Regions from separate parts of the Mus musculus genome. Here regions 1, 3, 4 and 5 are each linked to region 2. The links are chromatin contacts, called in public Hi-C and promoter capture Hi-C maps. All regions are on one chromosome and are shown on one strand. Each heading gives the region's core, a stretch centred on a gene start, on an enhancer-like site or on the middle of the called end of the contact. The rest is flanking DNA. Distances are from core to core; before and after follow the strand shown.

Region 1 (5,728 bases), core at 2,010-4,509, 1.0 Mb after region 2:
TTTTTTTTTTTTTTTTGGTTTTTTTCGAGACAGGGTTTCTCTGTGTTGCCCTGGCTGTCCTGGAACTCACCCTGTAGATCAGGCTGGCCTCGAACTCAGAAATCTGCCTGCCTCTGCCTCCCAAGTGCTGGGATTAAAGGCGTGGACCACCACGCCTGGCTTGTCTTAGCGTTTCTATGCTGTGAAGAGACACCATGACCATGGCAACACTTATAAAGGAAAATATTAACTGGGGTTGGCCGGATTACATAGTTCAGAGGTTGTCCATTATTGTCATGAAAAGAAGCATGGCAGACATGGTGCTGGAGAAGAAGTCGAGACTTCTACATCTGGATCCACAGGCAGCAGTAGGAGACTGTCATCTAGGCCTCGATGGAGCACAGGAAACCTCAGAACTGGCCTCCACAATGACTCACGTCCTCCAACAAGGCGACACCTCCAATAGTGTCACTCTCTCTGAGTCTATGGGGGCCATCTCCTTGCATGCACCAAACATAGAGTGCTTGGTGTTCAAATAAGTTTGCATCCCAGTTCCTAATGTTAAAAAGCTTCAACAACGATTGCACATAAGCCCTGTGCTGGCAAGCAGCAGATGGCAGGGCTGACTAATTTGCCAGTCTAGCCAAAACTGGTTAGCTCCAGATTTAGTAACACAACCTTCTCACAAAATAAGGTGAGGAGCACATGAGGAAGGCAACTGGCATCGACTTCCGGCCTCCAGAGCACACTCTAACACATATGCTCATGCATGCACACAAAGTTAATGCTTAGCAACATTTATTTTTTAATCAGTTTATATTCAATTTAATTAAATCTGCATGTTTTCTGTACACAGTGAAAGTTATTGGTTGAGTGATTTATCATCTGACACACTGTAACTGCTTTGGTTAAAAAACAAAATAGAAGCCAGGTGTGTGTGTGTATACACATGTGCACATATAGATAATAATTCTCAATAACTAGGTCTTGTGGGTTTTATTTATTAACACAAATGTCTTGCTACCCAGAATAGCCCAGATTAGCTTCAAACTCTCAATCCTCACCTCAGTTCCCCAGGTCCCAAGAGCTGGGCATAAAGGTGAGCCATGGTAGCTGGCTTGTACTCATTTTTATCTTCATCTTCTGTTGCTCTTAACAGTTTAGTATGTCGCTTCTATGGAGCCTTTCAAGCCGCTACAACAGGACTTGGGATGATTATCTCTATCTACTTACGTGCCAAGTCCTGAGTTCAGAATGTTGAGCTGAATATAAAAGCACCTAAGGTCAGGAAAATATTCATCTTGTGTGATATGGTTCCTAAAAATAAAAAGAACATAAAGATAAGTGTCTTGGCTTCTTTTTTATCACTGTGATAAAACACTATGTCCAAGGTAATTCTTAAAAAAAAGAAAACATTTTTTTACACTCACATCTCTAACAGCAAGCAGGAGGCAGAGGGAGACCTAGCAGGGCTGGCTCTGAGTCTTTGAACCCTCAAAGCCTGACGCCAGTGAAACACACCTTTAACAAGCCTAGACCTCCTAATTCTTTCCAAAAAGTTCCACCTACTGTGGCCCAAGTATTCAAACATACGAGCCTATGGGGGCATCTTCATTCAAACCAAAGCAAGGATCTACATATCCTTTACTGATACTACAGGTATTAAGTATACAAAGATATTCCAACCAATCTATTCTAAAAAAATTCACTCTCATAAGTATTCTAAAGGAATAATCATAATGTCACTTTCTGTACACCTCTAGTGGAATTAGTGTTTAAACAATAACATTTTTGGAGAAGTTCTGAAGCTTTATGCAACTCTGAGTTTATGATACTGTATATGATACTGTAGTCTCTCTGGAGGGGCGAGAAACTGTAACTCCGCAGAAAACCTCCCGTAATGTAGAGCTGTCTTTTAGTGGAAAGCAAACGACTTTCTCTTTTTTAAGATGAGGAAGGATGTTATATTCCCTTCCTCTGGCTCATACCTATTTTTTTCTACTTGTGGATCATATTAAAAAGAAAAACTACTTGTGCTAAAGGGGAGGGGTTTTGTTTTTTGGTTTTTTTTTCACCCCCTAAGCAAGTGCTTCCTGCTTCAGCTCTGCTAAGTCTAGGGCTAACAAAAACCATATAATCTATCACAAACATTCACTCACATTATGATTTTTCCATTTGAACTGGCTCTCACTAATATGCCAGTTTATTTCTGAAACAAGGTTTTGATAGATGTAAATTTCTGGCCCTGAGCACCAACACACGCAGCAAATGTCTCCCCGATCCAGAATTCAGAAGCAAAGACTTTCCGAGAATTTAGCTGAATACCAATAAAAGTAAGGGGGCTCCCAATTACAAAGAGATAAAATTAAATAAGAATCAAATATAAATATCTTGTTAGTACTACACTGTCACCAGTGTACACCAACTACACAAATGAGATTCCAGCAGTACTTCCAGAACTATAGTTCTAAAAAAACGAAAAGAAAAGCATCGTAAGCCGTTTCCCTTGATCCTGGGTAAGAAATCAACATAGGTGAATTCCACTGAGACCCGTTTGCCGAAACTAATGCGCCATAAGGGCATTATCAGGACGTCCAAGGACAAAGCTGCTTACTACGGTCATAAAAGTTTGGCAGGGGCGAGTATGAGGTAAAGGCTGCAAGAGTCTATCTGTAATACACATACTCAAATGAAAATACCAGAGGGAGCCTCTTACAGCAAATCTCAAGGTCAACGCGCCAGGGACACAAAATGCCCAGAGCTGCAACAGGCCTGTCAACCTCAACCGGTGACGCCTTCGGTAAAGGGTCAAACAATACAGAGATAGTCTTAGAAAAATAAAAGGGAGGTGCACACAGCGGCTTCCCGATACGGCCGGCGTACGTGCAACTCAGAGAACCAGGGCAAAGCACGCAGCGGCCAAAGCGAAGGGCGCAAGGAAGGGCGTGGAGCGCTGGTAAGGGAAGGACGCGGCCACATACCCGGAGGCGGCGGAGCCGACCGGACGCGGCTGCGAATGCAAAGCCCTGTCAGGCCCAGGCCTCGCCGGCTCCCTCATTAGGCTCGCCGCTACCCCGTCCCGAGTTGTGCCGCCCCACCGGCTGCTCGTCTCCCGATAGACAGACGGACTTCTCAGCTCACCTCACACGGTCCAGCACAAGTACTCCGCTTCTCACGGGAGGCCTGCCCCGGGCCCGCAGGCCAGCTGCCCGGGGCACGCCTCACTCCGCCATCTTCGCTCCTTCCCCTGTCCGCCAACCCAGGGGCGGAGGCGCGAAAGGCTCCGCCCCGCCTCCGAGTGATGATTGGACAGCACCTTGCTCGCGCGCTCTTTTTCCATCGCGGATTGGCTGGGAAGTACTTCAATCAATCCCTCTCTCTGGTTCTATTTTTTGTTGTTGGAGCTTAGTGCTCCAGTTGAAGTTAAGGAGGAAAAGGGTTGTTGTAATTCACTTGAGGAAAAACATTCCGCACGGAGGCAGTCTCACTTTTTAGTAAGATAGCACTACAAGGCCAAATGACTATTTTAAATTATCGTTACTGTAAAAATATACTGTTACTAGTAATTCCTCTCTTGGCTAAAGGATTTTTATACCCGGACTAACACTACACCCAGAGGAACAATTTCATGGTGTCAGTTCTTCTGACTTTGACCCACTTGAGAGAATGTTGCCTGCTGTTTAAAGGTCAATACAGTAGCGTAGTTTTCCTCACCTTAAAAGGGCCTGCCCGCTGCCTGAGAAAATGTTAAACTGCATTTGTTGTTTGTTCCAGTTGTAGGATTTAGAGATCCTTTAGCGGTATTTCCAGGAGAGGTAGTGAAGGCAATAGTGTGACTCTTCCAGGTGATGACACACGTTCTTCTGGATAAGCAGTGCTTCCTAAATGACGGGGTTATCACTAGGCCATTTATTAAATCCAAATTTCTATGCTTCCCTCTGTGATAAGGATGCTATGCCATACAAAGACAAAACACAGTTGTCTATTGAATCTATTGGCTAATAAAATAATAATAATAATAATAATTACATTATTCGTTATTATTATTAGAATGTTAGAACCTATTGAATAATAATAAATTCACAAGCTACATTGATTTATTGGCTGCAACTGGCCATCAGCCTTGATTTCCCTTTATAGCTGGGCTGGTGACAGAGACCTTGTGTATCCCAGGCTGGCCTCAAATTGCAATGTAACAGAATTACCACACTGGTTATGTCCTGAATCTCAAGTGAGCAACAATGTCCTCCATCCAAAGACAGGTTCTTTGAGTGTTAGCTACTATCAGATCACACATCACTGCACCGTATGTCTCTGTGTATGAATAGGCACACTGTATATCTGTATATACTTAGACTACAGAAGGCCTGCAAAGGATTACACAAACCTCTGTGTTCAGTGAGGTTTTACTACATCCAGACAGAGCTGATATAAATGGGAAAAGTCACCACAGTTAGATATTGATGAACTCATTTAGAAAGACACAGAGTATTGAAGCTAGCTGAGGGGTCCAGGTGAGTGTCAACGGAGGAATATGGTGAGGTGCAGGACTGAGTAGGGACAGACAGATGCACAGACAACAGTAATCCAAAGGAGCGATATCAAGCAATGAGGCCTGGGCTAAGCCGAAGGGCTGCCCAAAGAACCAGCAGAAACAGTCTTGTCCCTCCTCAACTCACTTAAGCAGGGGTTCAGGTGACACTGCAGGGCTGTTACCATCAAACCATGGTGCTATGTCTTTCCTATTTATATGGGGTATAGGTGAGGAATTCTCCTGCCTGAGGTGTATGTGTGTGTGCTCACATGTAGTGAAAACTCAGACTGCATGCATATTAGACAAGCACTTATCAGAGCTATATCTGTTTAATACACCCATATCCATTTTTTTCATGTATTTTGATTTGATATATTTTTAGATTAAATTTATGTAAATTATTTTGCCTGTGATTATGCATGTACATGTACCACACACTTGCTTAGTGCCTGAGGAGGTATCAGATCCCAAGGATCTGGAGTCAGGGATCATTGTGAGTCACCATGGCAGGGCTAAGACTCATGCCTGGGTGGGTCCCTACATGAGCAAGAAGGACTCTAACTGCTGGGCCATCTCTAGCACGTACTTCAAGCTTCTAGCAATCCTCCCACCTTGGCCACCTCAATCCCAACTCATTTGGTTAAGTTTATAGTTTTTATTTTTCTTGAAAATTTTTACTTTTAAGAATTGGGGCTGGGGTAGTGGTGGTGCACACCTTTAAACCAGCACTCAGGAGGCAGAGGCAAGCAGATTTCTATGAGTTTGAGGCCATCCTGGTCAACAGAGTGGCATTCCAGAATAGCTGAGACCATATAAACAAACCATGTCCCCTCATCACCCCACACCCAAAATTGAGGCTGAAGAATACCACACAGTCTTAATTATTGTAGCACTGTACTAAGTATAACTTTTTTGTTTTGTTTTTTTAAGACAGGGTTTCTCAAGCTGGAGAGATGGCTTGGTGGTTAAGAGCACTGACTGCTCTTTCAGAGGTCCTGAGTTCAATTCCCAGCAATCACATTGTGACTCACAAACATCTGTAATGGGACTCAATGCCCTCTTCTGGTGTGTCTGAAGACAGGGATAGTGTACTTGTATACATAAAATAAATAAATAAATCTTAAAGAAAAAAAAAAAAGAGTTTCTCTGTGTAGCCCTAACTGTCTTAGAACTTGCATTGTAGACCAGGCTGGCCTCCAACTCACAGAGATCTGC
Region 2 (5,853 bases), core at 2,808-5,307:
TTGTACATCATTAAGCTCCAGATTAGCAGAGAAGTCAGTCAGGCCATGTCTGTATACTGTTTCCACTAGTCAATCAACTGGACTGGTTCATAGCTAGAACTACATAGCTAAAGGTACATAGTAAGACCCTGCCTAAAAAATGAAACAATAACCCTGAAAACATGTTAGGGCATGTCTATGGGGCAATACCTGGGAAAGATTATGACATTAGAATTCTACTGCGTGGTGTTTATATGCTGGTATAATTCAAGAGCAAGCTGAAATCCTAGTGATTGTTCTCTTAAGCAAACTTACTCAAATGGGAAGGATGAATAAGATCTGCTGTATCCTTTTCTAGCTTCAAAAGTTCAAGTTCCAGATTGTTCTACATGAGGAACAAAAGTAAACTTTAGCTCACTCAGAAAACGTCCTGAAGTTAGAATCTTAAAACACTGATAAAAATGGACAAGCTACAGAAACATGGTACAAGACATAAATATATTCCTTAAATGGGATGGAAGGATGGAAGGGTGCTTTATATGATAGCCAGGAAAATCGTTGGAGCTTTCATTTTGGTATCTTGACTTCCTGTTCTACAATTAACTAATAGAACAAGTCCCTATCAGCCATGCACTAAACATTGTTTTTTTTTTTTTTTTTTTTTTTTTTTGGTTTTTCGAGACAGGGTTTCTCTGTATAGCCCTGGCTGTCCTGGAACCCACTTTGTAGACCAGGCTGGCCTCCAACTCAGAAATCCGCCTGCCTCTGCCTCCCGAGTGCTGGGATTAAAGGCGTGCACCACCACGCCCGGCCTTAAACATTGTTTTAATTGCAAAAGAACACTATTCAAAAAAAATTAAGAAGTGTTTTGTTTGGTTTAGTTTAAAGTCGGGCATCAAACCCAAGGACTCTTGTAGCTAAGCACCCACATTTTCTCTAAAATACAACCCAGCATACACCACACTTTTTAAATGGAGAAGTAGAAGTGAAAAGTTCATAATTTACCTGGTAGATTTCAGCTTGAATATCTGAGATCTGTTGTAATCTGGAAAAGTTCACAAAGCAAGGAGCCATTTTCTTAGATACATCTAACATCTCCTATGGTAAATAATCAGGGAAAGCATAGAAGTTTCAAAGTTAGCACACCGAGATACAACACAAGGGACTAAAACGATAGTATGTTCACAGCTGCAGCTAACATAAAGAACATATTAAAATCTGTTTTTATTTTTGATGAGGACTCATGCAGCCCAAGCTAGCCTTGAGCTTGCTGTACAGCCAAGGATGTCCTACAACTTCTAACCTTCACACCTCTATTTTCTAAGTGAACAGCATAACACCATGTTTGTGTGTATGTGTGTGTGTGCACAAGACAGACAGACAGACAGACAGACAGATACACACATATGCAGAGAGAGAGAGAGAGGGAGAGAGAATGTTTTGCATATCTGTGTGCTGATATTAAAGGGATGTCCCACCAGTGCCCAGCTGGATTAAATTTTTGATGGTCATAGTGTCACTCTCCATGATCCATCTGTCCTCTGTACTGGCCAGATAGGATAGTTAAAAGGAAATGTGTTGTAAACAACCACCCCTGCATCTTTTAGGTCCTTGGTTGTGTTGCTAATTTCTGCAATTCCTCCTAGGATGTAATACTGTCTTTGATTCACTATTTTTCCTGGTAGAGGCAACTTCGATGTCTTCCATTTGGCCTTTCAAAACATAATAGCCCTCACTCCACAAGTCAGGAAACCAATATGGGAATTCTGCCGACTTCTAAGTATATTTATCCCAAATATACATTCTGGAACTGGGGAAATAACTACAGGATAAGTTTGGGAACTCAATGGACCTAACAGTGAGTTGGACTTCAGCCAAAACTCCATTAATCACCTGACCTCCATAAGCATTTAATTTTTGGGCTCATGCTTCCATAAGTTAAGAGTCTATGAGTCTATGACTATCTTGACAGACAGCATGGTTGCAGACAGAAATAGCATGGGAGAAGAAGCTGAGAACTTACGTGTTGAGAGATAAGCATGAGGCCAAAAGAGCCTCCAAGCCCACGCTCAAAGACAAACATCCTCCACCAAGACCACATTTCCTAATATTTCCCAAACAGGTGAAATCCTTCCATCAAATGGGTACTAGGTATTCAAATATATGAGTCTATAGAGGCCATTTTCACTCAAAGCACTACAGTATACATATGATTAAAATCAGATGCTATAGGAAGGAACATGGACACTAGAAGAAAAGAATGTTTGACCTAATCTATCAACCAAAGTAGAGAAACAGGACTGGAAAGAAAGCTGGCTTGGCATTTAAGAGCATTTGTTGTTCTTGCAGAGGACCCAGGTTCAATTCCCAGCAACCACATGGGGGCTTACTCCAGTTCCATGGGGATCCAATGCTTTCTTCTGACCTCCATGGGCAACAGGCATGCACATGATACACATACATTCATATATATATAATAATCATTTACAAAATAAATATATCTTAAAAAAAAAAAGAGTAGAGAACCACTCAAACCATGCCTGTATGTAAACAATTCCTTCCTTTAGAGCTCAGGCTATAACCTGGGACCTTTGTAGTGTTCTGCTTTCAATCTTGATGCTATATCTCTCTATATTCTGTGTTATTCCTTCCCTCAGAATAAAGCTGTTTTCAATTCTTTAGATAAGAGGCCAGGAACCTAAATCTTTCTAGCCCAGACCCCAATAGTAACATAGATTGGGTTAGACTAGCTAGCCAGCAAGCCCCACCTGTATCTGGCCCCTAGCTCTAGGACACGCACCATCACATACTGCTTTTACTTGGGCGTTAGGGATCTAAATTCAGCCCTCCATATGGTTGACACGAGAGACTTGGGAGTCTTAGGAGCTGGAAGCAGGAAGATGGCTCAGTGTTCAAGGCTAGCCTAGGATAGAGTGAGGACACCTCTCCATTAAAAAAAAGGAAACACCTAAAAAGACTAAAAAATCTTCCAGTATCTCTCAGCAAGCTGGAAGAATTAGATCCCATTACCCTCTCCTCTTTGCCATATCATCTTATAAAGTGAGTTAACAGCCAGGCATGGCGGTACACACCTGTAATGCCAGGGATAGTGAGTTACAGACCATCTAGGGCTACACAGCAAGACTCGGTCTCTAAATAAATAGTGCTAAAATAATAAGGGTGAACTGTGATGGCATTACGCTGTGAAAGATTTTGGCCTTTTCTTGGAGGCCCAGCATTGCTTCATACATCACCTGGTTGCTATGAGAACAAAGTTAAGCCCCCAGCCCACAGGAACAAGGTCCGGATGCCCTTTGGCTGACATGTAATCTTACTGTTAATGTTTGAATGACCCAATCCCATACCTTTGTTAAAATTCCTCGCATCCCTATCCCTTTTTCTTTTACAAAAACCCCTAGCTCTGGAGACTCGGGGTCGACTCCCCTGCCTCCTGTGTGAGGTACGTGTCGGCCCAGAGCTCTGCCAATAAAGCCTCGTGTGTATTGCAACAAGAAGGATTCTTGTGTGTTCGTGGGTGCACCCTATCCCTGGACTAGAGTAGGAGTCCCCATATCGGGGGTCCTACAGAAGAACTGTATTAAAGGGTCGCAGCCTTAGGAACACTTGTTCTAGAGGTAGTGTCACTGGAAGAAAAAAAAAGTGGAGCGCTGTTCCATCTCCCACAAACCGTCCTGGGATAACCCGCAGGCACTCAAAACAGAGTGCTCAGTCACTCAGTGCACCAGCCACTCAGTCCCTCACACTCGAAGAACCCACGGGAGTATGGTCACAGTCCTCAGCTGGCTCACTCACGCCCGCATAACCAGGACCACCACCTCACAGCAGAATTCTGTCGCCACCTTGATGACGCCATCGCCGCCCCCACGTACCTTAGTGACTATGCCCGAAGCTACCAAGTGGTTTAGCAGTAACCCAGCTGCAGTCTGCGAGGACGCTGGGTCCCACGGGTTGGCGGCCGCCATGGCTTCCGCACACCTCTGGAACTGGCGCGAGGAGTGAGGGGCAACACCGCGAACAGGCGCGCGGTTTGATGATGTCACAGGGCGTTCCTGCCCGGGCGGAAGCCCTGGGAGCGCGTCTCAGGCGAGCGCGGGTCCCCGGTGTTCCCTGGCGGAGTCTTCTTTGCACTGAGCGGTAGGAGGCGAGTCTCAAGCTCCCTGTTCCGGCAGCAGCTATCGGAGGCTCCCTGGCCCTTAGCTCTGCTGCCAAAGCATCAGGACCTTGTGGTAGCGCTGCCTGCTCGCCTGTTTTCTCCTTGCCACTCTTGGGCTGGCCCCAGGGAAGTAGGGATAGGCAGAAGGTGACAATTGGGACAGGAGACCCAAACGGGAGATTTAGCGACGACTGTATGTCTAGACTAGGCGGTGACAGCTATGCTTCTTTTCCTGCAGGGAACTGAGCCGTGGCGCTAGGATGGGTAACAGTGCTCTCCGTGCTCATGTGGAAACAGCGCAGAAAACTGGTGTCTTTCAGCTTAAAGACCGTGGTCTGACCGAGGTGAGACCTGAGGGGACCGGACCAAGAAACTAAAAGGGCTAGGGTTGGCGGGGTGGCGAAGACTATTGGTGCAGGATTTTTCCAAACTGTGAGCTCCTTTCTCCAGTTCCCCTCAGAGTTGCAGAAGCTGACAAGCAATCTTAGGACCATCGATTTATCCAACAACAAGATTGACAGCCTACCGCCTCTGATAATAGGAAAGTTCACTCTGCTAAAGAGCCTCTCCCTCAACAACAACAAACTGAGTATGGAATTTGTGTCTGGGCAGCTTTTGCTAGTAATCAGCAGTTATGAAGGGTGTTTTTCCTGTTAGATGATTTTTGTTATGAAATCATTTTAGGGGATGCAGAATGTTAGAGTATTGAAGCTTTAATCTCTTGTAATTAAATATAAAAGCCTCTTTGGGTGGTATAATGATTATTACTAGGTTAATTTGGACCTGGAAGACCTTTGGGAATCGATATAAACAGTTATCTAATTTCGGGGCAGGGTGGAATGGGAGGATCTTTTAAACTCCCTCAGATCGTTTTTAGAATACAGCTAAGCAAAAGGAACCCCTTACACACATACACAATTTTCTGCATTTTGATGGCTTCTTAACCTCCCAAACAGTTTGTGAAACCTAAACATGACCTGTGAGAATTCTATGTAAGAAGCCAGACCTGGTGACTTAGACCTACAGTAGCCCCAGCTACTCAGAGGTTGAGGCAGAAAGATCTTAATTTCAAGGCTATCCTAGACAACTTAATGAGATCCTGTCTCAAAAACAAGATGAAGCAGGCTACCATACTGTCTTTTTATAAATGTCATTAATTCTATCGGATTTGTTTTTTAATTTCTTCTTCACCAGCTGTTCTACCTGATGAATTATGCAATCTGAAAAAACTAGAGACACTAAGTCTCAACAACAATCACCTGAGAGAGCTACCATCTACCTTTGGGCAGTTGTCTGCCCTGAAGACGCTGAGCCTCTCTGGGAATCAGCTGGGAGCATTACCCCCCCAGCTTTGTTGCCTGAGACATCTAGATGTAGTAGATCTCTCTAAAAACCAGATTCGGAGTATACCTGACACAGTTGGGGAGCTGCAGGCCATCGAACTCAATCTCAACCAGAACCAGGTCCATACTTTGTGTTGTTTTGCCCCTCTCCCCAGTGTATGTTTGCATTTATGGTCTTCTGATTTCTTGTTCCTTAAACGATAATCATGGAGTTGGAAATTAGAAGCTAAAAGATATATAAGGTGAACTTACTCCAATGCCCAGAATCATGGAGTGGGTTGATAGTGGCTGTGTAATTGTGTTGAAAGTGTTTTGAGGAAGGAGTAACAGGGTGAGATAATTACACACACACACACA
Region 3 (5,860 bases), core at 1,244-3,743, 1.3 Mb after region 2:
TGGGTTCTGGGGATCTGAAATTGGGTTCTCACACTTACAAAGAAAGCTCTTTCCTGGCTGACCATCCCTGAAGTTCTTGCTGGGTGCACTGCTTGTGGGCTTTGTATACACTCGCCTTTCTTATAAATTGTCATCTTACTCGTTTCTAAGAGGTTTGTTCCTTTTTTCGTTTGTCTGAGACAGGGGTCTCACTATGCAGCACAGCGCTGGCTCCCAATCTTCCTCTGTCAGCCTCCCGAGTGCTAAGACTACAGGCATGTGCCACACACTTAAGTCTGATTGTTTAAAACAGGCTCTCCAAACTTACAATGAAGCCAAGGATGACCTTGAACTTGAGATCCTCCTGCCTCCACCTCCCAAGCACTGTGTGCACCACCATACCCGGGTTCTGCTATGCTGAGTATCTAATCAAGGACTGAGCGTGCTCTGCAAGAACTCTCCCAACAGAACTCCAGCCTCACTTATCTACAGCATTTCATTTGCAGTGCCGGGAATCAAACCCAAGGCCTCAGGAATGCCAGGTACTCTATCACTGGGCCACAATCCCAACACCCGTTGTTCTAATAACTATTCGTGCTGGGATTCATCCTTGTGGGACAGAGGTCTAACTGTCTTATTCCAGATGGCTTATCCCAAATGATAAACAACGCTGTCAACACTTTTGGCAAATAGCGGACATACTTCAGGATTCCAGACTGTCCCAATGATCTGTGTGGCTAACTCTGGGAGGCTGAGAGCACCTTTCCCCCTGTTGAAAGACCAGAATGATTAGCTGACTCGTTCAACAGCATGGGTGGAATCTGAACATAGTTCTCTCTGATCTTCAGCCACCACACTGGTTCTCTTTGGGAAGGAATAGTGCATCTCCTGAAAAGCTATTGTGTCATTTGCTAAGTATGGAAAAAGACCCTAGTCAGCTAAAAGTCTCCAAAGATACTACCGGAGCAGTGTATCCTTGCCCAGGCTCATGCAGAGCTGATTGCAGGAGACCACGAGGCTAGTGATCCGCTCCGAGGGGGTGAAGTCAACCCGCTGCTTGGTGAAGATGGGCACCTCCTTCTCCAGGTGGGCACTTACATACCCTATAGGTGGGGAAGACAAGAGAAAAAGGCGTCCAGAGGGGGGTGAGGCACCCAGAAACCCAGAGAAACCCCAGTGTTAGCTGATACTTCTGCTTCCCAAGTATATTCCTACCCACAGGGTCTTGGTTCATAAAGAGTTCAACATGAAATAGTTTTCTGGTTGTCTTTATTGGAAGGGTCCTGGGCTCTTCCCACACTTGTGACAGTAGTAAGGGATTGGTTCTCTGTGCCTGAGATGAGGTTGTATCATGATATGCACGTTCCCAGTGGTAACGGGGGTGGGGGGAGACAGTACAGGGAGGATGGTTTTGGCATTCTCCCTTATGGTCTTTGGCCAAGAGAAACTAAAGTCCCTTCCTTGCTGTCCACACAGTATGGTTCAGTGAGTCTCCATTGTATGTAGAGAGTTCTGGGAACCCAGTCCTATCAGTCCAGTTCATAGGCTACAGTTGCTTTCTCGATAGTCCGCTGCAATATCATCATAGTGTGGGTAACCCTGCGCTGCTCTCCTACACTCTAAACTGCAGCCAGCTTTACCCCGGGACAATCATCTCCATTGTTCCTGTTCAGTAACAAAATTCCCTTTTGGATCGACCCTCCTTCACTTATAACATTCACGTTCCACCAAGTTCAGTGCTCATTCTGCCTCCTCTGCTACCTCAAGATGAAGTCTGGTGGGAACGAACACATACACAGACTCCAAAAGCTTTAAAAAAAATCCATAGAACAAGACACAGAAGCCTGGAACCTATATTCAGTTCTCCCAACTGCAGCCTATAGACAAAAGTAACAAGTACTTCCTTATCTGAGCCCAAGTTCCCTCTTTTGAAGGACCTTTGAGTTAAGGCCTAGATCACGAGGCTGTTCCTGTGGCTCTTTCAAACTTCGACCAATGACAAGCTGGGCAAGACAAGAAAGGCCTGGGGCTTAGATCCTAAACACACGCTGCAAGCTCTAGAGCTTCTCTCCCCCGTAAATGCTACCATAACAGAAAGGGGCAGAGGCGGCCTCTTCTAACTTACCAGAATGGGGGATGCCCACGCTAGGGCAACCAGTCTGCAAGACGGCCGAGCGGGACAATGAGTCCTCGTACTCATCCAGGATGGACGCCATGGCAATCAAGTTCTGGATCTCTGATCTGGGGGCTGGGGGTCACAACTGGGACCCCGGTCGTCCTGGATTTGCAAGTTGTGCTTCCCCAGCGTCTGACAGATCCTGAGAACCTTTTAAAAATTCTGGGGCCCTTTTCGCTTTCTCTGTGAAGGACGAGACGATCGAGGAGCCCCAACTAGTCCATGGCGCAGCTTTGCACCCCAGCTCCAGTCCCAAGAGATTATAGGCTCCCCTTAGCAGATCCCAGGTAATCACAACCTCGCCCAGGCAGCTCAGCTGACTCCCGCCCCCGTGACGCGTGCTTATGACGTGCTTCCGGGTTTTTCAGCCGCGAGTGTTAACTGGAGTCCTGGGCACCTGAGCCTCCACAAGGAGGCGTTGTCGGAGACTCGGCGCGGCGGGGGAGGAGCGCTTGCGGGCCACCCTGCTGCTGCAGTTCCTCATGTTGGCGCTAGGAGGCAGCCCGGGATTTCCCAGCGGCGTCCAGTAACAGGCTTGCGCGGATCCTAGGCTTCCGCAGCTCAGACTTCACTCCCTCAGACTGTCACTGAAAGGCCGGCGGTGCTCCTCCATCTGTCACACTACCTCCTGTTCCTCAATCGAATTGCTGCCTCAGTCCACCTTCACAGGCACAGGCAGAACAGTCTGAGTGTCCCTTCTTTCACCCCAGGGCCCCCTAGCTTCCAGAGGAAGTAGCTGAATGGGTCACAAGTGTGGCTCAGTGGTGCATAAGCACCTTGCCCAGCGGGTATAAGACCTGGATTTTTTTTTTTTTTCCTTACACCGCAAAAAGAAAACCATACAAAATTTAATCTCCAGCAGTGGGAAGGCTGAGGCAGGAGGATTACTAAGGACTGGGCTACAGACCCCCAGAAAACAAAACAGAAAGAAATTGACAACGCAATGGCCAGGTTAAGTAAGCTGCCTCATAGTAGCTCCTTAGTGTAGGGGGAGAGGCAAGGGTCACCGGGAAAACTGAAGCAGGCTACTTCCAGGCACTCTATACGTTGAGTGATGTTGACTGTCCTTGTCTAGCATGTGGGAAGCCTTAGGATCAAGCCCTAGTATCAGAAAAAGAAAAGGGGGTTATATATAGTCTTCAGGAAAGTCACGAGCGAAACCCTATAAGCCGTGTAATGGGGTGGAGAGGAAGCGGGGCTGGCCTTGGGCAGACTGTGGAAGCTATCGTGTGATCCACTGGAGGCTATAACTGGGGATAAGATCTGATGTTGGTACTGGGAAGCAGGTGTTTGAAAAGGACATGAGACCTGAGGCAGAAGACAGGCCTTATGTATCCATCCGGGAGAGAGAGAGCTGGGAAGTGGGAGACCATCTCAGAGGAAGGCACCAGAGACCTAGTGACAGGTTAGGTATGGCAGGCAGATGAAGGAGAGTGTGGGGACAGCTGGAGACCTGGCTGGTGGGAACAGAGGAGGAGCCAAATGAGAGGGGGTGGAGGTCACATGACTGAGCTCAGGGCACTGCTAGGGAACTTACTGGGGAACCCCAGCTTTACCTGTAACCTGCTCCAGGGCAGTCACCAATAACTAACTAGTGAATGTTTATTAGACATTTGCATAAACGAACTCTCTCATGGCTCAGTTTCTACATTTATAAAATGAGAAAAAAAAAATCTCTTAACGGTGTGCGGACAGTCGGATGTTATACAAATCACTGAGTGGTGAGTTTGTGTTTAAATATTACTAGTATTTAATAGCGGATTGTTGACTAAATTAAGATCCAGACCCGAAGAATCAAACCCAGCGCCTCACAGATACTGTGTGAGTGCTACATCGTGGGCTCCATCCTCAGCCTTGGATTTGCTGTTGAATTGAAAAGGTTTAGATTTTAATGAAATTGGAGACTATGGATCTAGCTTACTTGGCAGACAAGAGGGTTTGTTTAGTTTCATAGGATGAGGCCCTCAGCACAGCACAGAACTAGGTATGGTGACTATGGTCCCAGCAGTCAGGAAGTGGGAATAGGAGGGTTAGAATCTCAAGGTCAAAATTATAAAAGAAGCCGGGCAGTGGTGGGGCACGCCTTTAATCCCAGCACTCAGGAGGCAGAGGCAGGTGGATTTCTGAGTTCGAGGCCAGCCTGGTCTACAGAGTCAGTTCCAGGACAGCCAGGGCTACACAGAGAAACCCTGTCTCGGAAAAAAAAAAAAACAATAAATAAATATAGATAATAAATAAATAAATAAATAAATAAATAAATAAATAAATAAATAAAATTATAAGAGAATAAGAGAGAGCAGTGGGGGGGGCATGTTATAGTAGCATACATACTAAAAGATTGAAACAATACAGAGAAGGTTAGCATAGGCCCCTGTGCTTGGAAATTCTTGAAGCATTCAATTTTAAGAAAGAAAAAGAAAAAGGAAGGAAGGAAGAAAGGAAGGAAGGAAGGAAGGAAGAAAGAAAGAAAGAAAGAAAGAAAGAAAGAAAGAAAGAAAGAAAGAAAGAGAGAGAGAAAGAAAGAAAAAGAAAGAGAGAGAGAGAGAGAGAGAGAAAGAAAGAAAGAAAGAAAGAAAGAAAGAAAGAAAGAAAGAAAGAAAGAAAGAAAGAAAGAAAGGTAGGTAAAATTTTTAAAGAGGAAGAAAAAGTTCATCTTTGACTGTAAGAACAAAGTAGAGGCCAGCCTAGGCTGCATGAAGCCTTATTTCAAAACCAGGGAGGGCTGGGGAGATAGCTCCGTGGGTAAAGTGCTTGCTGAGGAAGGAGTCACAGCAGCCACATTAAGGCAGGTATCTGGCAGGGTAAGGTGACACACACCTTTGACCCCAACAGAGTGATTAAAACAACAAAGCAAGCCTCTGAAACCCCAGCACTGCTGTGAGACAAGACAGGTGACTCCCAGCACCGACTGACCAGCCAATCTAACAATGAGGGAGTTCCAGGCCCAGGGAAGAATCTGTTTAAAAATAGAGTTGCCAGGCAGTGGTGGGGCACACCTTTAATCCCACGCAGGCAGATCTCTGTGAGTTCCAGGTCAGCCTGTTCTACAGAGTGAGTTCCAGGACAGCCAGGGAAACCCTGTCATCGAAAAGCAAAAGCAAAATAAATAATTAAAAAAGATTTTTAAAAAATGTAGATTCAGGCACCTCTCCATGAATTCAAGTTCAGTCTGGTTTTCATAGTAAGTTCCAAAGGTCCTGAGTTCAATTCCCAGTAAGCACATGGTGGCTCAAAACCATCTGTAATGGGATCCAATGCCCTCTTCTAGTGTGTCTGAAGACAGCTATAGTGTACTCACATATATTAAATAAACAAACAAATATATAAAACAAGCAAACAAACAGTTCCCTGAGCCTGAAGTGTATAGGTCTGGATTCAAGCCCCAGCACTGACAACAACAAGACTGGGCCCAAATGTCAGACTGTTACCAAGTAGAGGACAAGAGATAACAAAACAACTGATTTGGGGGATCTGGGGAGTGGAGAGATGGCTCAGCGGTTAAGAGCACTGACTGCTCTTCCAGAGGTCCTGAGGTCAATTCCCAGCAACCATATGATGGCTCACAACCATCTGTAATGAGATCTGGTGCCCTTTTCTGGTATGTTTAAAGACAGCTACAGTGTACTTATATACAATAAATAAATCTTTTAAAAATATATATACGCTTTATATATTTTGCTTTTTGGGACAGGGTCTTATGTGTCC
Region 4 (5,626 bases), core at 896-3,395, 1.6 Mb after region 2:
CGCAAGAAATCATTGTCCTGTCAAAAACATACGCAACATCAGCCTGGGACCAGCAACCTATAGATAGTCAGTCACCCCAGCTCCTCAGTTCCTTACTGACACAGAGGAACGGTCACAGTAAAGCCTTCAATAGAAAAAGAAGTGGGTGTAGTAAGATCTCATTTTGTAAAAATATACACAGGCATACAGCTAGTTTTGAAAAATATACAAAGTTGATTGAATTTCTTGGTGGTGAGAATGAGTATTTTTGCTTCTTTATATACTCTTTACAATAAAGTTGTATTTTAAGATTTTTCATTACATTCATTTATGTGTGTACATGCATAACAGCGGCACACGCAGAGACAAGAGGTTGTGAGTCTTAGTGGCAAGGACCTTTACCTACTGAACATCTCACCATCCTGACAGAAATATATTTGAAAGTAAATGTCTTTTAAATAGAGAGACAACCTCTACTAGTTACGAACAAACAACACAAGTTCAGAGCTCTAGGCTCTACACACAGATTTGATACAAGCTCACTACATACTCTTGGGCAAGTCATTTTAACGCCTCTAGGACTTGGTTTAAAAACCTATGGTTTTCAAAATCTGTATGGGGAAGGTTATTTCCAAATCCTGAAATTCTCCTTTTCTCCTTACAATCTCTGTGAGCCAGTGTTAATGATAGTAGTCTCACTGAATTTAAAAAAAAAAAAAAAAGGCTGGAGAGATGGCTCGGTGGTTAAGAGCACTGACTGTTCTTCCAGAGGTCCTGAGTTCAATTCCCAGCAACCACACGGTGGCTCCCAACTATCTGAAATGGGATCTGATGCCCTCTTCTGGTGTGTCTGAAGACAGCTGCAGTGTACTAAAATAAAATAAATAAATCAAAACAAAACACCTGCCTAGTATCTATCCCTGACTTCCTAATTCTATACACATGGGAAACGAGTTTCAGTGTTAATATGAGCGCACACTTTGGGAATCGTACTGTTGCCTTACTTTGAGGTTCAGTTTGGTCACAAAGGGGAGAAGAAGCAATGCAAACTCCCCAAAGTTGCCACTTGAGTTTAATGTTAGAGTGCACAAAACGCTTAACTTTGTTCCTGATACAGTTAAGAACACATAAATGAGGTCTCTATTATTATTTGTACAGAGATATATCATGCAGGGTAGAAAGTAGGCAGTGCCCTTGCCACAAGGCAGATATTAAAGGAACATGAGAATTTCCATTTTGTTTGTTGGAAACAAACAGCCTTGCTGGCAAGGATGATCAGGTTAAGTTCTGGAGCGTGGGAAGGCTATCTAACCTACTTGGGGCTGTGGGAAGCGGGGACTAAAAGAGCACCAAGAGAAAATGAGATTGTTTCTGAATTACCATCACTTTACTCCCATACTTATAAGGTGTGTCTGAGAAAACAAACAAACAAAAAAAATCCCAAAACCTTCCCTCCTTTTCTCAAAGCTAGTTCCATCAGACACCACCTTGAGCACGATGCTGAGGTCCTGGACTGGTTCCTCGTTGAGATGCAGGCGTCCTGCCCGGACAGCGGCCTCGTAGTAAGACAGTGGCTGGGATCGGAACTCGGTGCTGAAGACGTGCAACAAGCTGCGGCCCACCCAGCGACCTTTACAGTAGGTCTGGAAGTCAAAGTAATAGGGCCGCACCTTGCGCAGGCCGCCCTCGAAGTAGTAGGTAGTCTCTGCGAAGTGCTCATCGCTAAAGCTCACCCCGGTGCGCCGTTTCTTCGGAGGCGGCACGACCCGTTCCCCAGTGGCGCCCCTCCGCTTTTTCCTCTTGCCTGAGTCGGCGACTGGAGCTGGGGTCTGCTCTCCGTTGCTCGGGAGCTGCCCTTCGCCTCCCTGGGCCTGGTCCCCGCTCTCCGGGACCTGCTTCCCTACCGCCGCCGGCTCCAGGCGCTCCAGGAGCGGCTCTCCGCTCGTGTTGCTACCAGCATCTCCATTTGGCTGAACCAAAGCCTTCAGCCCGCCCGCTGCCTCGGCTTGCGCAGACAGTGCCTCAGTCATCGCCTTCCCACAGCTACCCCAAGTCCGGACAAAGCTGTGGGACCAGAGCGCCACCTGCCACTGCACAATGTCCCGTAGGCAGCCCGGGACACCCCGCCACATGACAGCACGGCTAGCCGCTTCAGGGTCGCAATCTGATGGCGTCACAAGGTAACAACCAATCAGGAAGATCCCAGTACAGAGGCGGGTTTGCAAGAAGGGAAAAGTGAGTTGTTTTCAGAGTTAGGTGTCTGAGGAAGTCCTTGCTTGGAGTACCCTTATGCCCAAGGTCACAGGTAGACTCATTGAAGAGATCAGATGGTATTTCCTAAAGGAAATCTTCGGGAGTGCTCCACATAAAAGACTTGAATGGAGATGATGGTACACATTTCAAATAGATAAGCGCTATTTTCCTGGGTCTGTAAAAAACGCCTAAAAGTGTACTTAAAAGAGGCAGAGCCCGCAAGGTATCGCACACCTGTAGCTCAGAAGGAGCATCAGGAGTTTCAGTTCTATGGTTATTCAAGAGTGTGTCTCAAAATAAAAGCAGACAAGCAAAAGAATAGTAATTATTATTGTTTTAAAAAACGAATACAAGGCAAACAAGCAGGAAAAAAGTACCAATCAGAATGAAAGTTGCTACAGCTATGACTGTATTAGTACCAATTTGTCTACTTTGCTTTTACTTTTGAGGGACAGTGTTGGAGAATCCTAGAGTATCAAGCACTCGTTCATTTAAGTATACCCAGTACTGCTATTGTATGACTTAAAGGCTGCATATTATAGTATGTTACATACCTTGATAAAGCTATTATTATATATATTATATATTACATATTATATATAATTGTATATGTACATATGTATTATAGACATACTCCCCAGAAGCAATTTTTTTCACACCTGCCCTTCCTGCTAACAGCATGAAAAGAACTAGAGATTGCCTATTTGACTTCCATGAACTCTTATCCAGAACCACTTGCACATTAGAACTTCAAATGGATCAAAATTTTATTGCCAAGGTCTTATGTGTGTATGTGTGTGCCAGTTGCATGCACTTGTATGTATGAGTGTGTGCAAAGGTGAGAGGTCAACCTCAGATGACCTTTCTCTGGTGCCGTCCATTTTGTTTAATGAGACAGGGCCTCTCACAAGCATGTACTGCAATGCCCACCTTTTTAATGTCGGTTCTGGGGATCGAACTGAGGTCTATGTTGCATGACAAGCACTTTACCAACTGAGCCTAGCCCTTCCTTTATCTCCCTAGCCTGCTAGGGTTCTTAAATGCAAAATGCTGAAAACTGCACTGGCTAACTTCATCAGAGCAGGGATTACTGGGAGGATGTTAGTACTTCATAGGATTCATAAAAGAGTTGAAGTATAGACTGAGGAAAGAGACCAAATCAAGGCAAGCAAGGCCTCTGAAAACTATCTGTTGCTGGAGAAGAACCCCACTTGGGATGCTGCCACTGTGAGACTTGCTGCTGTGCCAATTACTCTTTGCCCCCACAACCCTTTGTCCCTTGAAAATCACTAAATATATCAGTCTCTTTGTGATCCTATCTCAAGATCTGGAATCCTACAAGGGAGCCAAACTTCCAAGAGGGACTAAATCTGTCTTTATTTTACAGAGTGCCTGGCAATAGTCAGTAATCCCATTATTCTTCACAGTGGGATTTCTCCAAAAAATGTAAATATTTGATTGCTAGTGTCTAAAAACAGGACAAGTGTCTAGTCCAGTTCAAGTATGTGAGCATGAACTTTCTCATGGGCGTTTACTATACAAAATGTTAATGTTGGCTTAGACTATTCTTATGCATTAGCCTTCTGGAGAAGATCAAGAGATGATTTTTATCTAAATGCTTCTATATATCAAAAGTCCCACAAAGGGAGGTGGACATAGGAGGACCAGAATTGTTAGGTCATCTTTGACTAAATAGAGAGTTCAAAGTTATAAACAAAAATTTCTGGGGGGAGGATATGGGGGACTTTTGGGATAGCATTGGAAATGTAAATGAGGAAAATACCTAATTAAAAATAAAAAGGTATTCAGACAATGAAAAAAAAAAGTCTCACCAAATGAAGTGAAGGACAGAAGATGTCCGTGTGGTTTTACTACAGATCAGACTGAGATACCTGAAGCTGTAGAAATCTTTATGCTGAATGCCAGATTCCTAATTACCTGCTTTTTAAAACAGAGGTTGGATTTTACACTGGCTGTGAATACCATAGAGCAGAAGTGCTTAAAAAAGAAAACACTATCTCTTGAGCATGTTGCCTTATTAAGAAATTTACATTGAGGGCTGGTTTGCACCTTTTAACTGGAGATATGACAGAGAGAGAGAAGACAGAGAGAGAGAGAGAGACAGAGACAGAGACAGACAGAGAAAGACAAATAGAGACAAAGTTAGGGAGAGAAAAAGAAGAAACTTACAACGAGGGTAGCATTTTATCCAGAGAAACTTATACATCAGCAGGGTTTCTGCTTCATAGAGTTTGTACAAACTCAGCTTGACCTAATCACAGACACCATGAGTCATAACCACGATTGCCCCTGAGAAACGTCAGTTGATTTTTGCCACATAGTTTCCTAGTAAGTGTACGTAGACCAGGCCATATGTGGAGCTTTGTAACTAGATCCCAGTGCAGTCAATGTCAGATGACATTGATATTGAGTTAGGCAAACCAGGTATTTTCTACCTGGAAAGCACTTTTGCTGTGTACCAGAATATACATTTTTTTGGCTGAAATTACAGGTATCCACTGGCCTTATTGCCAGAAAGGACCACACTTGCACCCCCAAGTTCCTAATAAATTGCATTGTATACAATCTGAGGTCTTTCTGCCTCTTTCTCTCTTCAGTCTCATGTGACCTGGAGCCCATTTTTCACACTGGACTGTTCTTGAACAGAGCTGATATAATTAATAAATTAATTCAATTAAAGCACATATTATAGTGCTTAGTAAAGTTGCTGGATGTAAAAACAAGTCAAAAATCTTATTTCCTGACTCTTCTTGACTTTTGAATGGAAGTTTGCTCTCCAGCCAGGTTGTCAGTGGTTTGTCTGCCCGGCTTGAGAAGCACTAACATACACGTTTACTGTGTACTTTGTGGGCATCAAGCATCTTCTGAGCTCATTTAAAATTTTAAAATATCATTGAGTTTTTGTGGTATTGGAGGTTAAACCCAGGGCCTTGCACATACTGGGCAAATGCTCTCCCACTAAGCTAGACCCCCGGATCCTGTCTCCCTCTTTTGAGTAGAGAACTTCTGACACTGCATTATTACCTTCAAGAAGTGAAAACCACAAACTGGTTCTGATGGTTCGTTCTGACGGAAATCGTATGAGATCAAGAGATAGCCAGGAGATCAGTGTGTATTTATCTAGCACACTCCTGAGCATTTCTGGGAGGGAGGTTGATATGTGGTACAGAAACCGAGAGGGAAAGGCACACCCACTCAAGATGGAATAAAAGCAGAAAGAGTAGGAAGCCTGAATCACCGTGGATGGACACCAGTCTCCAGCACTTGGATCGGATTTGGAGGACTTAAATTAATTGGTAGTGTTCCAAGTTGTTAATTTAGGATTGTAAATTTAAGAAAGTATACTTCTTTAGCAACAGGGTCATTCACAGCT
Region 5 (5,568 bases), core at 347-2,846, 1.1 Mb after region 2:
TGAATTCTAAGCAAGTCTGGGCTACAAGGTAAGATCTTGTATCAAAAAACAAAAGAAAACAAAACAATAGCTTGCTCCATACTCACTATACTTCCCCATGACGTGACTCTGGGCTTTAAACATAATCAGAGAGAAGTCATTACATTTACAAGTAGGGTCAGAGGTAAAAGCTTGCTAAATCCAACTGTGTGCATTTTTACTCATGGAATCCTTAAGCGTGACTGGCCAAACTCTATAAAAAGCTAAGTATTCTCTGTCATTCACTCAAAATTGGCCACATATTAGTAAGGGATTAAAAGCAAAGCAACCTGACAGGGGGTGGGGCTAGACCACATCTCTTTCAACCTGAATACTCTAGAAAGTTTAACTTGTCAGACAGCCAGAACAACTTGTCATTTACCCAAGGACTCATTCCTGGAGAATTCCGTAGTTCCCTGTACTCCTTGGCACGATCTGCCACTGGGTTATTTGCTCACATTATCATCAAAGACAGGTACCATGAAGACATGGCTTACGAAAATCAAAGAGAGCCGCAAAGGATCACTGAGAAAGCATTGTAGCCATACAATTGTATCATACACTACCAAGGGCCTTTCAAAGGTATGGAGGTGTTTTCTGTGCTTCTCAATTCCCAAAGCCCTGTTGCTCCTTTGTTCAGGTTAACAAGGAAGAAACTAGAGTATGTATGTTTCTGGTACAAATTCACAGATTTTGGAGTACATCCAATTTCAATATCAATTGCATAAAGTACAGCAACACAGCAGATATCAATATATATAAAAATAGGACAAATGTCTTCACTGTGTCTTTAAACCTTGACCACTATACCCGTGGCTTTTCTCCAACGATTCAGATTTAAAAGCCTCACTCGGGTTTTTGGACTCTTGATTGCTTAGAGGTCTTCAGTTCCTGGTCACAAGCCTTTCTCTATGATCTTCTTTGTTGAGTTTTTCCCTGTGTGTGATTTTAGTAGTTTTAGCTCTTGCTCAGAAACCTCATTAGGATGTATAACGTTTTCTCCAGGAACCATTCACATTTCCTGGATTTGCTTCTACTTTATCTACTGTTCAGGATGCTTCTGTAGGAGGAACCATAAGGAAGAAAATTCGCGGACCTTCACGGGCAAGAGTGGAGTGGTGGTGTCTGTGCTCGAGATTCCGGGCTTTTGAGCAAGACAGCACCGGAGGAACCACATCCCGGCTCCAAGAAGCTACAGATGAACGTACAGGTATTCTAGCCTTCGGTTACCCAAAGCACCGGAGGCTGCATGGGACCATCCCAACAAAGTCACCGCACCCCAGATCAAGCCCTCAGCGACGACCGCTGTCAGTACTGAGGCCAGCCGAAGGCGCCGGGCCGCCTTCCCACCCCCAACCCGAACTCACAGCCAGTCTCCTTCTTGATCTCCTCGAGCTCTTCGTCCCGCAATAACGTGGAGGCCCGAGACCCCATCACCGTGACGGGAGCTCCTCCGGGAGCGGCAGCGCCAGAAGCAGCAGCGGCAGAAGGGAAGGAGGGAGGGAAGGGCCAGGGGTCAAGAAGGGAGAGGGCACTGTTTCTCTTGCGGCCCGGGGAGAGAAACAAGGGGTGGAGCGCGGGGGAGGGCGGCCCGACACCAGCCAATCGGGAGCGAGGCCGCGCCCTGCGCAGGCGCTAACGTCAAAGCTTGGCTCTCGAGCCCGGAATGAATCAGCCCGGAGGCTGCGGGAGTCCGAAGGGAAGCAGGCCCCGCCCCGCGGAACCAGGGCAGCCGCCGGACTTAAAGCGGCGATACCGCTGTGGCGCTAGGGACTGCACTTAAAAGGGCAGTGCGGTCTCGCCACTGTGTTCGAACAAACCAGAGGCAAACTCACTAGGGTAGCCAGCAGGTTTTTCACAGGACTCAGGTACCAGGAGTCCCACCCTACAGGTGACGGAGACTCAGGAGAGAAACCAAACCCACGAAACGAGGGACAAAACCCTAAGGTGGATCCCCAGAGTAGTGCAGTGCACTCTTTCTTGCTCGCTCTCCATCTCTCTGTATCTCTCTATCTCTTTTTCTCCCTCCTTTCTCCTCTCCTCTCCTCTCACTCTCACTCCCCTGGTCCTAAGAATAGGGAGTCCACAGCCACTGTGGCCCAGCACGCCTAGAGACTGCATCTTTCCTGCGCTCCTCCCCCCGGCCGCAGGGGGCGCTGAGAGCCGCCTGGGGTTTGCATGGCTCCTGGCAGCATCTTTTCTGCTCTCTCTACCCCGGCCGCAGGGGGCGCTGGGAATGGGCTCGAGGCTGCGCGCTGATTGGCTCCTCCGGAAAGAGGCAAGTAATTCACCCGGAGGGCGAGGGCGTGGTCGGCTCTGCGGCTTCAGTGGCTGGCGTTGAGAACTTTTTTGCGTCAAAGCTGTGCCGGGATAACTCCCAGAATTTTTTTTTTTTTTAACAGTAGTCCCTCGTTAGTTTAAGGAACTCACCATTTGACTAGAATTAAGGTCGGAATTTCTCAAACTCCTTTGCTGTGGGGACAGAGGACCCTGAAGGTGAGAAAGATTGTGACCGAGCACGGTTTATTTATTTGGATTTTTTCTTGTCTTAAAAATTAGGATTTTTAAGCCTGGCCAAGACTAGTCAGGGCTTTTCTGGAAAAGAGAATCATTTCTCCACTTCTAGAAAGGGTTTTACAGGCTCAGGCTGTCCTGAGCATAAACTCCTAATTCTCCCATGAGTGGCAAATCTTTAAACAGGATTTCCCAATATTGCCTAGGCTGGGCTCAACTTGCATCTTTCCTGCTTTCACCTAACAACTGCTGGCTTACGGTTTAAAAATCCGAATTTTTTTTCTTTTTGGTTTTTCGAGACAGGGTTTCTCTGTGTAGCCCTGGCTGATCTGGAACTCAGTATGTACATCAGGCTGGTCTTTAAGTTAACAGAGATCCACCTGCCTCTGCCTTCCAAGAGCTGGGATCAAAGCCAGGTGCATTTTATTCTTCTGGTATTTTGTTTGTGCTGATGAAAAAGCTGAAAGCTGCATGTTAGTGTACACCCTCTCAAGTGAAGCCTTAGTTTTCCTGTAGCTTCACGAGTCTGATCCCTTCACTCCTTGGTTTAGAACCAGCTTACTACCTAGATATCGTAGCACCTTTCTCAACTCACCTTAGACTACTAGCTTCAAAGTTACTCGGGCTGAGTCCTGCAAGGCCTCCCTGCCCACTAAATTTCTAGTCTGACTCAGTTGTTTTCCTAATTATCCCTGGTTAACTTACCCATTGAGATCATAACTGTGGTATGGAAATCTTGAGGTCAGATGTATACATAATCCCATTCTCAGTTGGCCTGGAAGCTCATCTCTTCATCCTGACCTTTTTTTCCTTCCTAATTTTTATTTATTTATTTTAAAGATTTATTTATTTATTATATGTAAGTACACTGCAGCTGTCTTCAGACACTCAGAAGAGGGCGTCAAATCTCATTCTAGATGGTTGTGAACCACCATGTAGTTGCTGGAATTTGAACACAGGGCCTTCGGAAGAACAGTCAGTGCTCTTAACCGCTGAGCCATCTCTCCAGTACCCCCTTCCTAATTTTTAATCTGTCTTTAGGGCTATATTCAATTAAACCCTCTGTTAGACCTGGTACCTGATAATCTATAATTGCAGCACTGAGGACGCAAAGGCAGAAGTTACCTTTTGAATTTCAAGGCCAACATGATCTAGATAGGGCATTCCAGACCAGCCAGGGCTACTTGCGGAAACCCTGTCTAAATATAAACAGTAGCAAAAAATTCTTTGCTATGCATGTTCTTTTTTCCTGATTTGTTGTAACCTTTAAGAATAGTATTTGTGTGTTCAAGTGAGAGGTAGGGGTGTGTGTGTGTGTGTGAGATATTCTCACCAGTGGAGGTTAGAAGAGGGCATCCGATCCCCTGCAGCTGGAGTTAGAGGGCTTGAGCCACCAAGTGTGGGTGCTAGAAAATACCAAACTTAGGTCCCCTGGAAGAGCAGAAAGCAACCCTAACTGCTGGGTTAACCATTTAGCCTATCTTTAACTTACTTCCCAAGCATTTCACTTTGAATTCATTTTCAATTTTGGAAATTCTAGCCTGACAGATGTGAGTCTACCTAAGTCACAGAACTGTCGAAATGGCTCCGTGTAAGAGGGATTTGCTGCTCAAGCATGAAACCTGAAGTCAGATCCCAGCACCCACTTAGAAAGCTGGGCATGGCTGCACACAGACCTGTAACCCTAGTACTGTGCAGAGTAGTTGGCCCAGTCTTGACTCCAACCTTGTCTCAAAGGCATGGAAGGGAGTGAAAGAACTCTGTTGTTTGCTTAGCTGTATACTGGCTTCTGGATGCTGCAAGAATCCTACCTTAAAGTATATAGATATAGCAGGGGGCGTGTTTCACTGAGGGAAATGCTTGCCTCGCGTTCCCAAGACCCCAGGAATCCTTCACTGGAAAAGAACTATAAAGTGTATGTTACTTCCCTGGTTACAGATGCTCTGTACCTTTCTACTTCCTGGCTTAACGAGGCTCATTACTTCATCACTCTTGTATACTTTCAGATTTGAAGTTTGCTGCTTCAATCTATTGTTTTTTCCTAATGGAATAAACTCAAGAAGCTTTCAAAGTTTAACAATCACAGAAAAAGAAAATCTGTCTGGGCTTCTGAATACAGCAACAACCTTAAAACAGAATTGTTCCATATGATACTGTAAATAGAGGGGACCACCCAGCTGAGAGCTAAACCTAGGATTACATTGTATCGATTGATAATTGATAGAGACAAACGCAGCCCATTGTGGGTAGTACCATTCCCTAGGTAGAGGGTACCACACCTTTAATCTCAGCTAGACACTCAGGAAGCAGAGGCAGGTGGATCTCTGTGAGTTGGAGGCCAGCCTGATCTACAGAGTGAGGTCCAGGACAGCCAGGGCTACGTAGAAAAACCTTGCCTCGACAAAACAAAAAAAGAAAAACAACAACAAAAAGAGGATCTCTCTATGTAGTTCTGTTCTTGAGCTCAGTAGAGAGACCAGGCTGACCTCCAAACCACAGAGATCTTCCTACATCTGCCCCCTACCTCTGAGAGTCCTGGGATTAAGATGTACACCAGCGGGGCTGGAGAGATGGCTCAGTGGGTAAGAGCACTCGACTGCTCTTCCGAAGGTCCGGAGTTCAAATCCCAGAACCACATGGTGGCTCACAACCATCTGTAACGTGATCTGACTCCCTCTTCTGGGGTGTCTGAAGACAGCGACAGTGTACTTACATATAATAAATAAATAAATAAATAAATAAATAAATAAATAAATAAATAAATAAATAAATAAATAAATAAAAAAAAAGATGTACACCAGCATGCCAGACCCAAATTTCAGTATTATACTAGAGAGCTTTAGAATACTGGAGCTAGAGACTGCTCTTCCAGAGAACTTGGGTTCAGTTCGGGCTACCCATTTGATGACTCACACCATTTGTAACTTCAGCTCCTGGCCTCAAGGGAACTGCATGTAGTTCATAGGCATATGTGCAAATAAAATGTCAATGCATACAAAACGTAGTAGTAGTAGTAGTAGTAGTAGTAGTAGTAGT

The links. Promoter capture Hi-C pulls out the DNA fragments that hold promoters and counts their contacts. A called contact is a pair of places that touch in the nucleus more often than the background predicts. Capture Hi-C pulls out chosen DNA fragments and counts their contacts.
Region 1: a promoter capture Hi-C map of liver shows a contact between it and region 2, with 3 times the contacts expected there. The contact joins the promoter of Oip5os1 here to the promoter of Lrrc57 in region 2. A contact is called at or near these places in 2 of 39 promoter capture datasets (hippocampal neurons and liver) and 2 of 9 other capture datasets (liver and macrophages).
Region 3: a contact with region 2 is called in a promoter capture Hi-C map of liver, with 3 times the contacts expected there. The contact joins the promoter of Vps18 here to the promoter of Lrrc57 in region 2. A contact is called at or near these places in 1 of 484 Hi-C or Micro-C datasets (memory CD8 T cells) and 2 of 9 other capture datasets (adipose tissue and liver).
Region 4: a contact with region 2 is called in a promoter capture Hi-C map of adipose tissue, with 2.8 times the contacts expected there. The contact joins the promoter of Rpusd2 here to the promoter of Lrrc57 in region 2. A contact is called at or near these places in 1 of 484 Hi-C or Micro-C datasets (CD4 T cells) and 2 of 9 other capture datasets (adipose tissue and liver).
Region 5: a contact with region 2 is called in a Hi-C map of B cells, with 7 read pairs. The contact joins the promoter of Chp1 here to the promoter of Lrrc57 in region 2. A contact is called at or near these places in 1 of 39 promoter capture datasets (pre-B cells) and 1 of 484 Hi-C or Micro-C datasets (B cells).

Annotation. Positions count from the first base shown.
Region 1 is chr2:119,591,827-119,597,554 of GRCm38.p6, reverse strand. It overlaps Oip5os1 (Opa interacting protein 5, opposite strand 1), which reads right to left and starts at 3,259. Exons shown (of 3, transcript NR_027832.1): 1 at 3,121-3,259; 2 at 1,213-1,296.
Region 2 is chr2:120,607,562-120,613,414 of GRCm38.p6, reverse strand. Lrrc57 (leucine rich repeat containing 57) reads left to right here and starts at 4,057. Exons shown (of 6, transcript NM_001159612.1): 1 at 4,057-4,300; 2 at 4,392-4,497; 3 at 4,604-4,742; 4 at 5,348-5,616. The coding sequence starts at 4,414. It overlaps Haus2 (HAUS augmin-like complex, subunit 2), which reads right to left and starts at 4,033. Exons shown (of 6, transcript NM_025475.3): 1 at 3,870-4,033; 2 at 985-1,077; 3 at 295-364. The coding sequence starts at 3,962.
Region 3 is chr2:119,285,375-119,291,234 of GRCm38.p6, reverse strand. It overlaps Vps18 (VPS18 CORVET/HOPS core subunit), which reads right to left and starts at 2,493. Exons shown (of 5, transcript NM_172269.3): 1 at 2,105-2,493; 2 at 941-1,082. The coding sequence starts at 2,195.
Region 4 is chr2:119,031,309-119,036,934 of GRCm38.p6, reverse strand. Rpusd2 (RNA pseudouridylate synthase domain containing 2) reads right to left here and starts at 2,145. Exons shown (of 3, transcript NM_173450.3): 1 at 1,467-2,145; 2 at 1-17. The coding sequence starts at 2,111.
Region 5 is chr2:119,543,735-119,549,302 of GRCm38.p6, reverse strand. It overlaps Chp1 (calcineurin-like EF hand protein 1), which reads right to left and starts at 1,596. Exons shown (of 7, transcript NM_019769.3): 1 at 1,386-1,596. The coding sequence starts at 1,452. It overlaps Exd1 (exonuclease 3'-5' domain containing 1), which reads left to right and starts at 1,676. Exons shown (of 13, transcript NM_172857.2): 1 at 1,676-2,296; 2 at 2,421-2,514.